Regions from separate parts of the Triticum aestivum genome. Here region 1 is linked to region 2. The links are chromatin contacts, called in public Hi-C maps. All regions are on one chromosome and are shown on one strand. Each heading gives the region's core, a stretch centred on a gene start, on an enhancer-like site or on the middle of the called end of the contact. The rest is flanking DNA. Distances are from core to core; before and after follow the strand shown. Region 1 holds the start of LOC123159253 (thioredoxin O, mitochondrial). Region 2 holds the start of LOC123156428.

Region 1 (6,671 bases), core at 922-3,421, 310 kb before region 2:
CATGCTAGTAGCAAATATGACTATGGAGTTCCAGGAAGGTTTGGGTTGAGCGACCGGGGTGGTGGAGCGGAGGTGTCGACAATAGAGAAACAGATACAGAGAAAGATGAAAAATAATGGAGGCGCGGGTCCGGGAGGAGTTTTGGGTGAGCTGGGAGTGTCAGAGTTCTACGTGGCTGCTATCCGGACTCCCGCAAAGCACCCCCCCCCCCCCCCCCCGCGTTTGCTTCCGGTTTGTGGGAAAAAGGACCACCCTGCAGACATATACAAGCCCGCCTTGGATGACCAAAAAATGTCCGGACTGTACAGTACAGACGGTTGCAAGCAGTTCGAGGATCAGCTTTGGTGACGCCCTTATGTACAGTCGATTTTTTTTGACATCAAAATACTCTTTATTGCAAGATGATCACCATAGAATATTTTGCAAGAGTATCAACAATCTGTACGTGTGGATCTTCCATCCACACCGCACACACTTTACTTCTACTTAGTTTGACTTAAATTATTGGCAGCACTATTAGTCTCTCTAGGAGCATGTTCAAAAAGAATATGCGGGAAATTGTCGGGCTTTATCTGTGGAAATCTGAGACAAGAATCGAGAGAAAAAAACTAAGGGTGCGTTCGGTACATAGGAATTTCACAAGGAAACTGCAGGAATCCAAAACCCGGGGGAAGTTTCACAAAAGGGACGTTCGGTGTGAAGGATTGGAAGGGAGAGATTCCAGAGGAACGGCTCGATAGCCCTCAGATTCACAGGAAAAAAAGAATCCACCTGATTCTCTTTTTCTGGGCGGAGTCCCGAGGCAATGCAAAGGAAAGCCAATGTACGTGTCTCTGCTGACTCGGTCTTAAGCCCCACAGCTACATGAAGTGACATCTGCAAGAATAAAAAATGAGTTTTTGCACCATCCGTTGTGACTAGGGTCCACACATTCCTTTGTTTCTCTTCCTGCAAGCCGAACGCCAAATCCCAGATCTTTCTCAGAATTTCTGGTTCCTATGTTTTAGCATTATATTCATGTAGTGTTCATGTATCCTGGGAATTCCTATTTGGCGCTTGCAGCGCCCGTTACAGTGCAATTTGCAAACGCCGCATCGGTTCATTGCTAGCGATCGGCTCTAGCCACCACGCTATCCGCCCGCGAGTGTAAATATAGTGCATTTTTTTCTTTTATTCTCATTCTTTAATTTGGTTTATTCTTATTCTTTTTCTCTCACCTTTTTTGTTTTCTTTAGTACGTGATTTTTCTAATTCGTGAAATTATTTTTAAATACGTGAACTTTTTTTCAAATTCGATGAACTTTTTTGAAATTTGGTGAACTTTTTTGAAATTCGATGAACTTTATTAAATTCACTGAACTTTTTTTGAAATTTGATAAACTTTTTTGAAATTCGATGAACTTTTTTTCAAATTCGATGAACTTTTTCCAAATTGGATGAACTTTTTTCCAAATTCGATGAACTTTTTTCAAGTTTGATGAACTTTTTTTTAAAATTTAATGAACTTTTTTCAAATTCAATGAACTTTTTTCAAATTTGATGAATTTTTTTTCAAATTGATGAACTTTTTTTTCAAATTCGATGAACTTTTTTCAAACTCACTAACTTTTTCCAATTTTCAAACTTTTCTTTTCAATTCATGGTCTATATGAATGCATTTTCAATTTATGTTTTGTTTATTCAAAGAATTTATAGGGGGGTATATAATAGTAGTATATGTTTAATGTTTGTACTGTATGAAATATTAAAGAGTGATGATTTCCCAAAATGAGCATCACACCGAGCTTTGGTCCAGTGGTTGACCCATGTGGTCGTTTTGTTGGGCGTTACGAGTTCGACTCCCGCTTTCTCCCAAATAAACCTCGTACACTAAAAATTTTCCCTCGCTTTTTGCTTCTCAGCAGCTTGCTGGGCCGGCCCAGTTCCTGTCCGCGCGGGCGCCAGCGGCGCGAACCGGCGCCTACAGCGCCAACTAGGAGCTCCCATGTATCCTCAGCAATTCCTGTGGTTTCTTCAACTCCAAACCGAACGGGGCCTAACCGTCCGGTGCTGGAACAAGAGGCCCAAGAGCCCACCTGCCGCATTCGGCCCGTATAGGCCCATTCATGATGGGCCTGCCGTACCCACCCAGGCTATTATACAAGGGCAAAATCGTCTTTTACCCAGCGGGATCGATCCGTGGCATGGCTCGCCGACTCTGCCGTCTCCCTCGCCTCCTCCTCCCCCTCGCCGCCGCCCCCAAGCCCCAGCCCCGCCTCCCCGCCCTAAACCCTAGCCCCGCCGCCCACCTCCGTCCCTCTCCCTCCTCCCCGACGCTGACGCCCTCGCTCTCCGCCTTCCCCCGCCTCTTCTCCTCGTCATCCGCAGGTACGCCCGAAACGCCTCCTTCCCCCAACTCCTCCTCCCCGCCGATCCTTCGCTTCCCCGTGGCCCTGGACCGGCGCTGACAGTTTCTTTCCCGGCTCCCGCAGGCGATTCCAGCATGGTGGTCGTCGGCTCCGCGGACTCCTTCGAGGACATCCACGCCAAGGTGCAAGGTGCGGCGCCGATCCCCTCCCTTCTCGCTCCAGCTTTTCCACCGATTCTGTTGGCACTACGATGCGTGCGCGAGTTTCGTTCTCACGTGTGTGGTGTGGTGGCTCTTGCCTTTTGCAGTGGAGAAGCTCCCCGCCGTCTTCTACTACACGGCGGTCTGGTGCGGGCCGTGTAAGTGCCGCCTCCGTGCCATGAATTGGGATTTGAGTGAGTGACTAGAGAGAGCTACAATTATGTTGTTTGGTGTTGCAGGTCGGATGATGGCACCTGTGATTGAGAAGATGAGCAGGCAGTACCCCAAGATACCCGTGTACAAAGTCGACATCGACATGGTAAGCGATCGGATTTCAGCCTTGCTGTAATGTTCATCTGCTAGCATATTCCATGTTAAAGTGTGCTCTGTTTGGATATGAATGGTAAATTTGCATGAGTGTGACTGTATGAGTCTGTTCTAAGTTGTAACCTTATTTTACCAAAGATCACTGCATCACACTCCTTGTGTTCATTCGTCAAGTTGTGTCACGTAAACTGCGACGTTTGAAATTAAGTTATGACAAGTAATTGTTGATAAGACCATGCCTGTTAAAATGAAGCCTTAAGTTGTGATCTCATAGAGTTGGATCTAAATAAATATATCTGTCAGCTTTCTTGGTGAATCAAGTTTGGGCTCACTCAGAGCCACATTTTCTTGTTCACTTGGCTCTCTTAGGAGTTTGAGAATTAAGTTAGCACCGTCACTTGTCCAGGATCATTGTAAAAGTTGCTTCATAACTAGTCCACAGTTAGTTGGATATTCTGTAGGCTCGATCTTTCCAAAAATCTAGCAGGAGGCTTTTGCCGGTGCTAAGTCCTGATTGTTTGGTACGTGTGCCCTTGTTCTTTCTGTAAAACTCCTTAATTAATATGATGAGGCGAAGCTTTTGCCTCCGTTTAAGAAAATATCTATGTGGTGTCACTTGGGCGAAAGTTGTGATGTGGTCATAAGGTCAGTATAGCACCCATTGGGAGGATTTATGCAGAATTACTCTGTTAGAGCATCTCTAGCAGACCCCTTAAACCGCGGAACTGAAAACGCGGTTTTCAGTTCGCGGAAAACGCGTTTTAAGGGTTGGTTTGAGCTGCGGCCGAACAGAGCCCTTGAACTTAAACTGTAAAACCGAATATTCGCTTATATTTTTTTCCAAGTCTTCTTCTTCCTCTCGGCCGTGTCCACGATCAGCTAACTCGCTCCTACGAAACTGGCGTACAGCGCACGAAGTGGCCAAATACGAAGCCGCCGGCGTCTAGCTAGCTGGAAGCGACCAAATACGAAGCCGCCGGCGACCAAAGACAGCGCACGAAGCTAGCTAGCTAGCTAGCTCGAATCAATTCAGCTAGCTAGTTAGCTAGCTCCTTCGTCCGCTCCCCTTAAAAAAATTACAGGTCGTAGTTGTTTACGGGTTCTATTCCGGTCACTTTTTCCGTCTAAAACTGTAAACCGGCGGTTATTTTACAGTTTCGTGCGTTTTAAGGGGTTTGCTAGAGATGCTCTTAGGTTGGTGGAATTGCACTATGACCATTAAAAAAGTTTGCTCCTATACCATACATGCTAAAGGGAAGCCTCAAGTTGTACTCTGTTAGGTTGGTTGGTTGGTTCAGCATAGCTATATTTGCCAGCTTTCTAGCATTACGACGGTTGAAGCTTGGTATAACTCAGAGCCACAGTATTTTTTCTCTCTCAGTTAGCCTTCTTTTAGAACTTTGAGAATACATGAAATTGCTTTGTAACTGGTCTGCACTTAGTTAAGCAAATTCGTCCAGACGAGTTACCTTCGGCAACATATTCCAGACACGCATGATCTATGCAGTATCACTTGCCTGAAAGTGATGATGCGGTACCAGGCATGTACCCAGTATAGACCAATGCAATTTAGTAATCCTATTTAAAATTACTGTTCATGATTTCCTTGTATGGGCATACTCATTTTTTTATAGTAAGAGATTGACTTGACAGTTAGTCCATACCTGCATAGTGCTCTCAGTAGAAAAGATTCAAAATCAAGTACTGTTTGTTGAGGTGCTGTTCAGTTCAGTGTTTTTACTCTATTGTGAATTTGGGATTGCGTGTAAAGGGGACAAATGTTACAGTGGTTACTTCAGTTTGTTAACTGGATGTCTTATTGGGAATAAACACCACGACAGTTGTCAGCACATGCCAGGTGGAATGATTTGACCATGCAAGGTGGAATGCATTTCAAATACATTAAAAGTCATTGCTGTTGTGGCTATATTTATATTTCTCAACAGTATGCCTGCTCCTGTTATTGATACACTATTTCTTTTCCTCTTGTGCTGCAGGATGGACTTGGGACCAGACTTAGTAACCTGAAAATATTCTCCATCGTAAGTTGAATACCTGAAATTGTAATTCATGATATTTTTGTTCTTATTTTTACAGTACTATTCTGTTTCATGGTAATGATGCGTTACATATGTTTTTGTGACTGGAGGAGTCTGAGAATATGCATTGATTCAACCTTACTTTTTTTAAATGCATACGTGCATGTTCGTTGAGTTCACTTAAAGTGAGAGCCAGATTATAGAAATATCCTTCTACCAGCATGTTTGTGTATTTTGTGTTCTTACCAACCTTCATCCTAACTCGTAATCCAAATATTTGACTCTTGCTGAATCTGGCACAGCCAACTTTCCACTTCTATCACAAAGGCGAGAAGAGCAGCGAAGTGGTTGGTGCTGACGTGAAGAAGCTTGAAGCTGCCATGGAAAGTCTTCACAAGTAAGATCTTATATTTCTTCTCGTCCTTTTTTTCTTTTTCTTGGTACACAAACAGTACAGTGCTGTTTGAATGATCTCATCTGCGGTGAAGTAAACGAGAATAAACAAGCCTGGCCATGATAGTTTGAATCTTGTACTCAACTACAAGCGTAATTATGCTACGGGCCTATATTAAACATGTCTCCAGCACTTTGTATTGTGATGCTCTTGACATTATACTTTATATTGCCGTGCTCTTGACTTTATACATTGTACTTGCACAGGCAACAGTGAAGTTGACTTGGAAGGGGACAGTTCCTTTGCATGAAGAGTTGAAGACGCTGTAATGCTTTGTGATTTTGCGTGTTTGACATGGAAACTTCTGCCTTACGATCTTGTTTCGATATCTGGATACACCTTGGCTGCAAAACATCGATACCTGGATTTATGCCACTCTGAGCACAGGTTTTGTGCAGTTTCTGCATGTCTATTTAGGAGCATCTGTGATTGTGAATGTGTCTATATCGTGGCGCTGCTCTCCATCTCTGATGGTTGGGCCTGACTTGCGTGTGGTCTCGGCCTTTGGCACAAACTGTGATCTTGAACTGTCATGTTCTTCTCTCCTTGGTCTTCCTTACAAGTAGTTTATGCTGCTGCTTGAATGATCTCATCATTTGCCAGAGTAAATGAAAGTAAAACATGATTAGCGACGATGAGTTGAGCCCTCCAACGAAACACCTCTTGCGATAATGCAACAGTGGAAGATTCAAGCCAAGACGTTGTAATACTTGTGATCAGAATCTGCATTGACGTGGAAGATCCAGGTTTTCTCGGGAGTGGGCACGATCTGAACCCAGGGGCATCTGCACCCACTTCTCAAAAAGAATGCATTGTAAGCACATTTTAAAATCTCAAAAAAATCAAATGAAAGTTTCATGCATACATGTTCACAAATGTGTGTGCGCGGTGCAAAGTTTTGTGAAAAAATGTCATTTTATTTTGTCTTTGTAAAAAAGACAAATTCCAGTGCTTCTAAATAGCGTTTCACAAAACAATTTTTTAGTCAAAAAAAGTTATTTTTCCGTGAAACTTTATGCATGCACGTAGAACACGAAGACGTACCGATGCCATCTTTTTCGGATTTTTTTACCATATAAAAATTTGTTTTTCAAAGTGGGTTCATATGCACCTAGATTCGTCCATGCACTTTCCGTTTTCTCGGTCGTTATGATTGGTGGCTATGAAAGAAACATCGATGCGGTTTTTGGAAGCATGATCTGCGAATCTTTCTAACTGGCAGTACCAGGCACCGGTGCCTCTGTGGATCTGTGCCTCTGTCCGATGGTCCGGCTGGACTCGCATGACAGCCTGGGTTTCGGTC
Region 2 (6,815 bases), core at 3,326-5,825:
CATGGGCAAAATTGTCGGATAGACTTGAGGTCAAAAGATTCACATTTCGTTTCTTGTAAACAAACTATTGAGCAGTTACTTTCCTCAATCTTAGCACGAACATCTCGCTGGCGTTTCTCAGAGTTTAAACCACGCACATTCCAGCACAGAACTTTCCAATTACGAAAACGTGGATTATCCATAAAGAAACTCAAGGAGGTAACCAAACATCTTCACTGCATAACAGAGAAGATAACAGCCAACATGTTCATACAGGCAAATAGATAATAGGAGTTCAGACATAGGCCTAGTGCTGACAACGCTAAGACCATAAACAACCCACAGCTTAATGCCACGGGTAACAGAGGATAGTTCAGACCGCAGACACAAAATAACAAGCTGACGGACACTAAAACCATAACAAAAAAGGAATGATAGTGCATTCCCGCCCAACTGACATCTTGATTCTTCACTTATCATCACGATCTTTGTGCTGGTCCATCTTTTCAGGACGTGCCATAAGCTTGTCCTTGGTGAGCTTCTCTGGTGAAATCCCAAGCGATTCTCCAATACGCTGCATGAGACTAATTAGGGTTGGTGGTGGAGCTGTCGTGCTTTGCTCCTCGCAGCAGACGAGCTCTCCTCCCGAGAGACAGAACCATACCTAGGCTTCTTAGCTCGAGGACATCGTAGAGAAGAGGGTTTGTTGGGGATTGCAGAAATAGGTTTGAAGCCTGAATTCTTGGCGCAACTGCGGGTCATTCTCCTGGTGGAAAAATCCTCTGGAGAACGAACCAGCTTGGTGCCCTGACGACGGCCACGTTTGGACTTGCCTAACATGGATGGAGTCTTGGAAGAAAAGTCAAAATCATCATGTTGAACTGGCTCCTCAGAAAAAACCTCAGGTATATCCACCAATGCTGCAGCTCCTTCAAAATCATCCTGCTCAACTGGCTCCGCAGAAGAACCCTCGGGTAAATAATCTGTGATGCAGCTCCTCCAATCATTCTAGTAGTAGCCTGGCCAAACAAAGACTGGAAGGAGTGCTCCAGCTCCTAGGGCCAGATCCTCATGGGCAAAACCGCCGGTGGGAGCACAGAGAGACAAACAGGCCTGTGAATGTTCTGAATCTCAAAATCCGGCAGAAGGTTCTTAAAAGAACGCTCCCACACCATGGCAGGTGGAAGAACCGGACCAAACACCACCCTGACAATACCCAGATGGATTGGATCAAGAATAACCATTGGTGGATGGACAGCTGGAGGAATGAAGGGGACAATTGCACGCTCCAAATTTTCCTAGACCACAACCTGTTGGACAACTTTAACGTCTGCTGGCTGCTCATCAGAAGAACTGTTGGACACCAAGGAGGTATTCAGCACCATGGAGTTCTGATCTTGGGCTCCTTGAACTTTAGGCTCATGCAGTTGATCGTTCTGTGCAGCTATAGCCTCATCCCAAGGGCCCCATCCATCAGCATTATGTGCAGGCTCAGGCTGCTCTGGTTGATCAACGCCCCAGTCATGACGTTGCTCCGGTTGATGTTGACCATTTGCAGGATTGGCATCCCAACCCAAAGCAGGAAACGGTGGCATTCCCCAGAAGGGTTGTGGGGGAACATGCCCTGGCATAGGATGAGGGTTTCCATTCAGGGGCATTGGGTCTTCATCAGCACCCAACATGGCTCACGCATGATAGCTCATTTCTGAGAACACTTTTTTAAAATAATTGCCATATTACAAGTTTACTATTTTTCTGTCAACTTGGTCACATATCATGATACAATGCGAAGGTTTTCCATTTTTTCTGAATTTTTTGAATTTTTTATGCCCGTTTCAAAATGCGCTCAAAACGCCGGGCTTGACCATTCCTAGCTAGTGGTTGAATTTTGGAAAACTTTTGATGTTTCTCGGATTAAATAGATACTTATGTACCTAGAAATGATTTTTGGAAAAAATAAAAAGCAAACTACGAGGCAGGTGCAGTTCAAATTTGACCCGCTTCCTACTAAATCGGCAGAAATTTGTCTTTTTCACCAGAGTTGGATCAAGGCTTTTGACACCAAACCATTTGGTCAATTGTACATTAAATATGGCCTAGTATTTTAGAAAAATGATTTGGTACAATTTTGGAAAAAATATATGGTAGGTCCTTCACAAAAAAAAACTCATTTCGGGCACTTAAAAAAATGGAAAACTAATTTTCTGTCCAAAGAAAATGAAAACTCCCTTAGGCAACATTGTTTGGAATTCCAAGATGCACCCTTGTCCACAATATGAGATCATTGGAACAAACTATGCCATGAATGAGGCCGTAAGATTGATCATTTGGCTTGAAAGTCATGAATCTTCACGCATGATAGCTCATTTCTGAGAACACTTTTTTAAAATAATTGCCGTATTACAAGTTTATTATTTTTCCTGAAAACTTGGTCACATATAATGACATAATGCGAAGGTTTTCCAATTTTTTTATTTTTTTTGAAATTTTTATGCCCGTTTCAAAATGTGGTCAAAACGGTGGGCTTGACCGTTCCTAGCTAGTGGTTGAATCTTGGAAAACTTTTGATGTTTGTCTGATTAAATAGATACTTATGTACCTAGAAATGATTTTTGGAAAAAATAGAAAGCAAACTATGAGGTAGATGCAGTTCAAATTTGACCCGCTTCCTACTGAATCGGTGGGAATTTGTCTTTTTCACCAAACGTGGATCAAAACTTTTGACACCCAACCATTTTGTTAATTGTGCATTAAATATGGCCTAGTATTTTAGAAAATTGAATTTGGTCCAGTTTTGCAACAAATATATGGTTGGTCCTTCACAAAAAAACTCATTTCGGGCACTCGAAAAATGGAAAATGATTTTTCTGTGCAAAGAAAATGAAAACTCCCTTAGGGAACAATGTTTGGAATTCCAATATGCACCCTTGTGCACAATATGAGATCATTTGAACAAACTATGCCATGAATGTGGCCATAAGATTGATCATTTGGCTTGAAAGCCATGGATCTTCACGCATGATAGCTCATTTCTGAGAACAATTTTTTAAAATAATTGCCATATTACAAGTTTACTATTTTTTTCTTTCAATTTGATCACATATAATGATACAATGCGAAGGTTTTCCATTTTTTTTGATTTTTTTGAATTTTTTATGCCCGTTTCAAAATACGGTCAAAACGTTGGGCTTGACCGTTCCTAGCTAGTGGTTGAATCTTGGAAAATTTTTGATGTTTCTCTTATTAAATAGATATTTATGTACCTAGAAATGATTTTTCGAAAAAATAAAAAGCAAACTACGAGGCAGCTGCAGTTCAAATTTGACCCGCTTCCTACTGAATCGACAGAAATTTGTCTTTTTCACCAGAGTTGGATCAAGGCTTTTGACACCAAACCATTTGGCCAATTGTGCATTAAATATGGCCTAGTATTTTAGAAAAATGATTTGGTACAATTTTGGAAAAAAAATATGGTAGGTCCTTCACACAAAAAACTCATTTCGGGCACTCAAAAAATGGAAATGAATTTTTCGTGCAAAGAAAATAAAAACTTCCTTAGACAACATTGTTTGGAATTCCAAGATGCACCCTTGTGCACAATATGAGATCATTTGAACAAACTATGCCATGAATGTGACCATAAGATTGATCATTTGGCTTGAAAGTCATGAATCTTCACGCATGATAGCTCATTTCTGAGAACATTTTTTAAAAATAATTGACGTATTACAAATTACTATTTTGTCTCGCAACTTGGTCACATATAATGACACAATGCGAATGGTTTCCATTTTTTGATTTTTTTGAATTTTTAGGCCCGTTTCAAAATGCGGTCAAAACGGCGGGCTTGACAGTTCCTAGCTAGTGGTTGAATCTTGGAAAACTTTTGATGTTTGTCCGATTAAACAGATACTTATGTACCTATAAATGATTTTTGGAAGAAATAAAGAGCAAACTACGAGGCAGCTGCAGTTCAAATTTGACCCGCTTCCTACTAAATCGGCAGAAATTTGTCTTTTTTCACGAGAGGTGGATCAAATATTTTGACACCAAACCATTTGGTCAATTGTGCATTAAATATGGCCTAGTATTTTAGAAAAATGATTTGGTACAATTTTGGGAAAAATATTTGTTAGGTTCTTCACAAAAAACCCTTTTTATGCACTCGAAAAATGAAAAAAAAATTGTGCAAAGAAAATGAAACCCCCCAAATCAACATTGTTTGTCATCCCAAAATACACACATGTGCACTATATTGATTCATTTTAATAAACTATAAGGTTGTGTTTGATAGTAAAGTACTAAAAAACTGAAGTATTAAAAACCGTAGTATTCTTTAAAACCATTGTATTTGAAAAAACCGTAGCATTCTTTAAATACGTAGAAAATGCAGAGGTATCAAACGGGGCGTAAGTGGTTAATATGTTGAATGTTTGCCCTAAATAAAAGGATAAAAACTATAAGAGAAAACGACATATTTTTTACATAGCCTTAATTCTGATTGGTGGGATCAGCGAAGGCATGGATCGATGACATGGCATACATCCTTTTTCGTCCATCCAACCATCCCAATCCAGCCACCGCACGACCCCAGACCAACCGTGACTCCTTTCCCACCCCACGATCTCTCCTCTCCTCTCCTCCACATCCGCCGCACCCCCCGCGCCACCTACCTCCTCTCCAGCGGCGACCTCCGCCCACTGCCCCCGATCCTCTCCACATCCCCTCACCTTCTATCCCACAGCAGGGCCCCTAGATCAAGGAGGCAGGCACCGTCAGATCCGCCATGCCCACAGCTCTCTCTGCCCCACCCCAAACCCTACCCACAGCCGCCGCCGTGCTCCATCACCAGCGACCTTGCCGCCGCTGCCCCTCTCCCCTCGCCCTATCTCCATACCTGCGACACCGAGCCGGACGGGAGGAGCCACCGCCCCACAGCACGCGCGTGCCGGTAGGGCGAGGGGATCAGTATGTACAGGCGGTGCCCCCGCCGGATCTGAACAAGAACACCGGGTGGTTCATGTACCTGGCATTCCTAGATCCATCCGCCCCATCCTCTCCTCACCCTATCTTCCTCGGTGTTGGGGCATCCAGATCGAGCAGGTCAGGTGCCCGCGCTCCATGATCTCCATGCGATGCACCGGCGAGGCGACAGAGGTGCTCGTGGTGGACGCCTCCGCCGTCTTCCACCGACACGCAGCCGCGCCCTCCAACGCCGCTCTTCCACACGACGACAGACCTGTGTGCCGCTCGGCTGGGACAGAACCCCGCGCTCGACGATGCCATGGACATGGAGGTCTTCAAGGTACCCTCTTCCTCTCCTTCTCTGTCCCTCACCTCCAATACTTGTCACTGAGCTCGTGACGACGCCATGGCTCACTTGGGCCCTCTGATGCTTGCTCGCTACGGTCTCTCGATGAACACAATTGCTTACTCCTAAAATCCCTAATTCCTAGCGTTTACTCTTGCTGTTCTACATACTGTCATGTACCACTATCATACTCCAGGCTTGCTTAGAATTGCAATTCCACGCTTAGAATCATGACACCACCGAGTCACAGGGACATCTCAACTTCTAAACGAAAAAAATATTATTGTTTGCTGCATTGCATATACCATTACAGTTCTTGATTGAGTTTTTGACTTGCATAATTCTGTCATCAGGGGAAGCTGATACCCACACGGCCAGCTCGTGCTCACTGTGTTTGACCGCCAGCTTGTGCTCTACCGCGACGAGTACCGATGCCCACACAGGTATGACCTGCGTGCCCCCATGACCTTGCACCGGTGCTATGTGCGTGAGCGCATGCGCGCTTGCTGCAATGTCGGGTGTGGTGGTGTGTTGAAAACTTACGATGGGGGCGGCCAGGTGGTGCGTGGCCGTGTGTGTGGCGATGTATGGAGCTCCGGAGATTCCTATTGGATTGCCGAGACTTGGTCTTGGTTCTGCCGTTGGTGTGTTGTCTTTGCTCTAATCTGGTTAAAACTGTGTGATTGGACTAGCAGCATCAGCTCTTTATCTGGAAAAAGAGTACTATCAAGTCCTTAGCTAGCTAGCTAACTAGTACAAGCTGCAACCCAATAGGAACAGTAGCTTTCCTGCACACATCTAGCTAGCTAATTACACTACTAGTATTCAGAAACAACTTTACTTTGAAACTCTGAATCACTTCTCCCTGACAGACACTTCACCAAAAGGCATCCTGTTCCAAACTCTTATTTGTATCATTATTTACCGAATGTTATTTTATTATTTTTGTTGAACTAATCTTGGCTAAATCATCCCTCTTCTGTAGGTCTTTATGAAGCTTTGGAACTGAGGGACGGTGGATCTAACTACTTGGGAAAGGGTGTTTCCAAGGTTCCATTTGAGCGAATTTTATATTAGCGTGAATAACAAATTCCCGGGCTACAGTCTTAAGTAATTCTGTTACCTAGTTAGTGTTAGTGTAGTCTACCGTCGCTCACATCTTTTGGTCTAACATATCTGTAGTGTTACTTATGCATGGTACCTTGCTGCTCTGTTGCCCTGACATTTCTGCATGGTTGTTTTGCATTGCTGGCCTAATTAAACAAGATAAATATGTATACTTCTTTGAGATAGAAATTCCATGCATGTTTATGAGGCACAAATTCTTTGAGATAACCATAACTGTACTTCAAAAGTAAACATTAGCATCTCAAATAACCAGCTTTTTGATGTAGGAGTAGTAGAAACTCCATGGTTTCCTGATTGCTGAACATGGGAGATGTATGTTTTGCATTTCAATTACATAGCAGTACTATGTAATGAAACAGGTTTATTCTTATATTCTTGGTTGTATACTTTGGAGATT

What was found. Hi-C and Micro-C count contacts between places; a contact is called where the count stands out from the background.
Region 1: a Hi-C map of leaf shows a contact between it and region 2, with 4 times the contacts expected there. The contact joins the promoter of LOC123159253 here to the promoter of LOC123156428 in region 2. A contact is called at or near these places in 2 of 5 Hi-C or Micro-C datasets (both in leaf).

What each region holds. Positions count from the first base shown.
Region 1 is chr7B:652,973,238-652,979,908 of IWGSC CS RefSeq v2.1, reverse strand. It overlaps LOC123159253 (thioredoxin O, mitochondrial), which reads left to right and starts at 2,171. Exons shown (of 7, transcript XM_044577078.1): 1 at 2,171-2,367; 2 at 2,472-2,537; 3 at 2,656-2,706; 4 at 2,788-2,867; 5 at 4,873-4,917; 6 at 5,217-5,311; 7 at 5,575-5,812. The coding sequence starts at 2,184. The coding sequence ends at 5,584.
Region 2 is chr7B:652,666,677-652,673,491 of IWGSC CS RefSeq v2.1, reverse strand. It overlaps LOC123156428, which reads left to right and starts at 4,575. Exons shown (of 6, transcript XR_006478082.1): 1 at 4,575-5,284; 2 at 5,644-5,934; 3 at 6,276-6,340.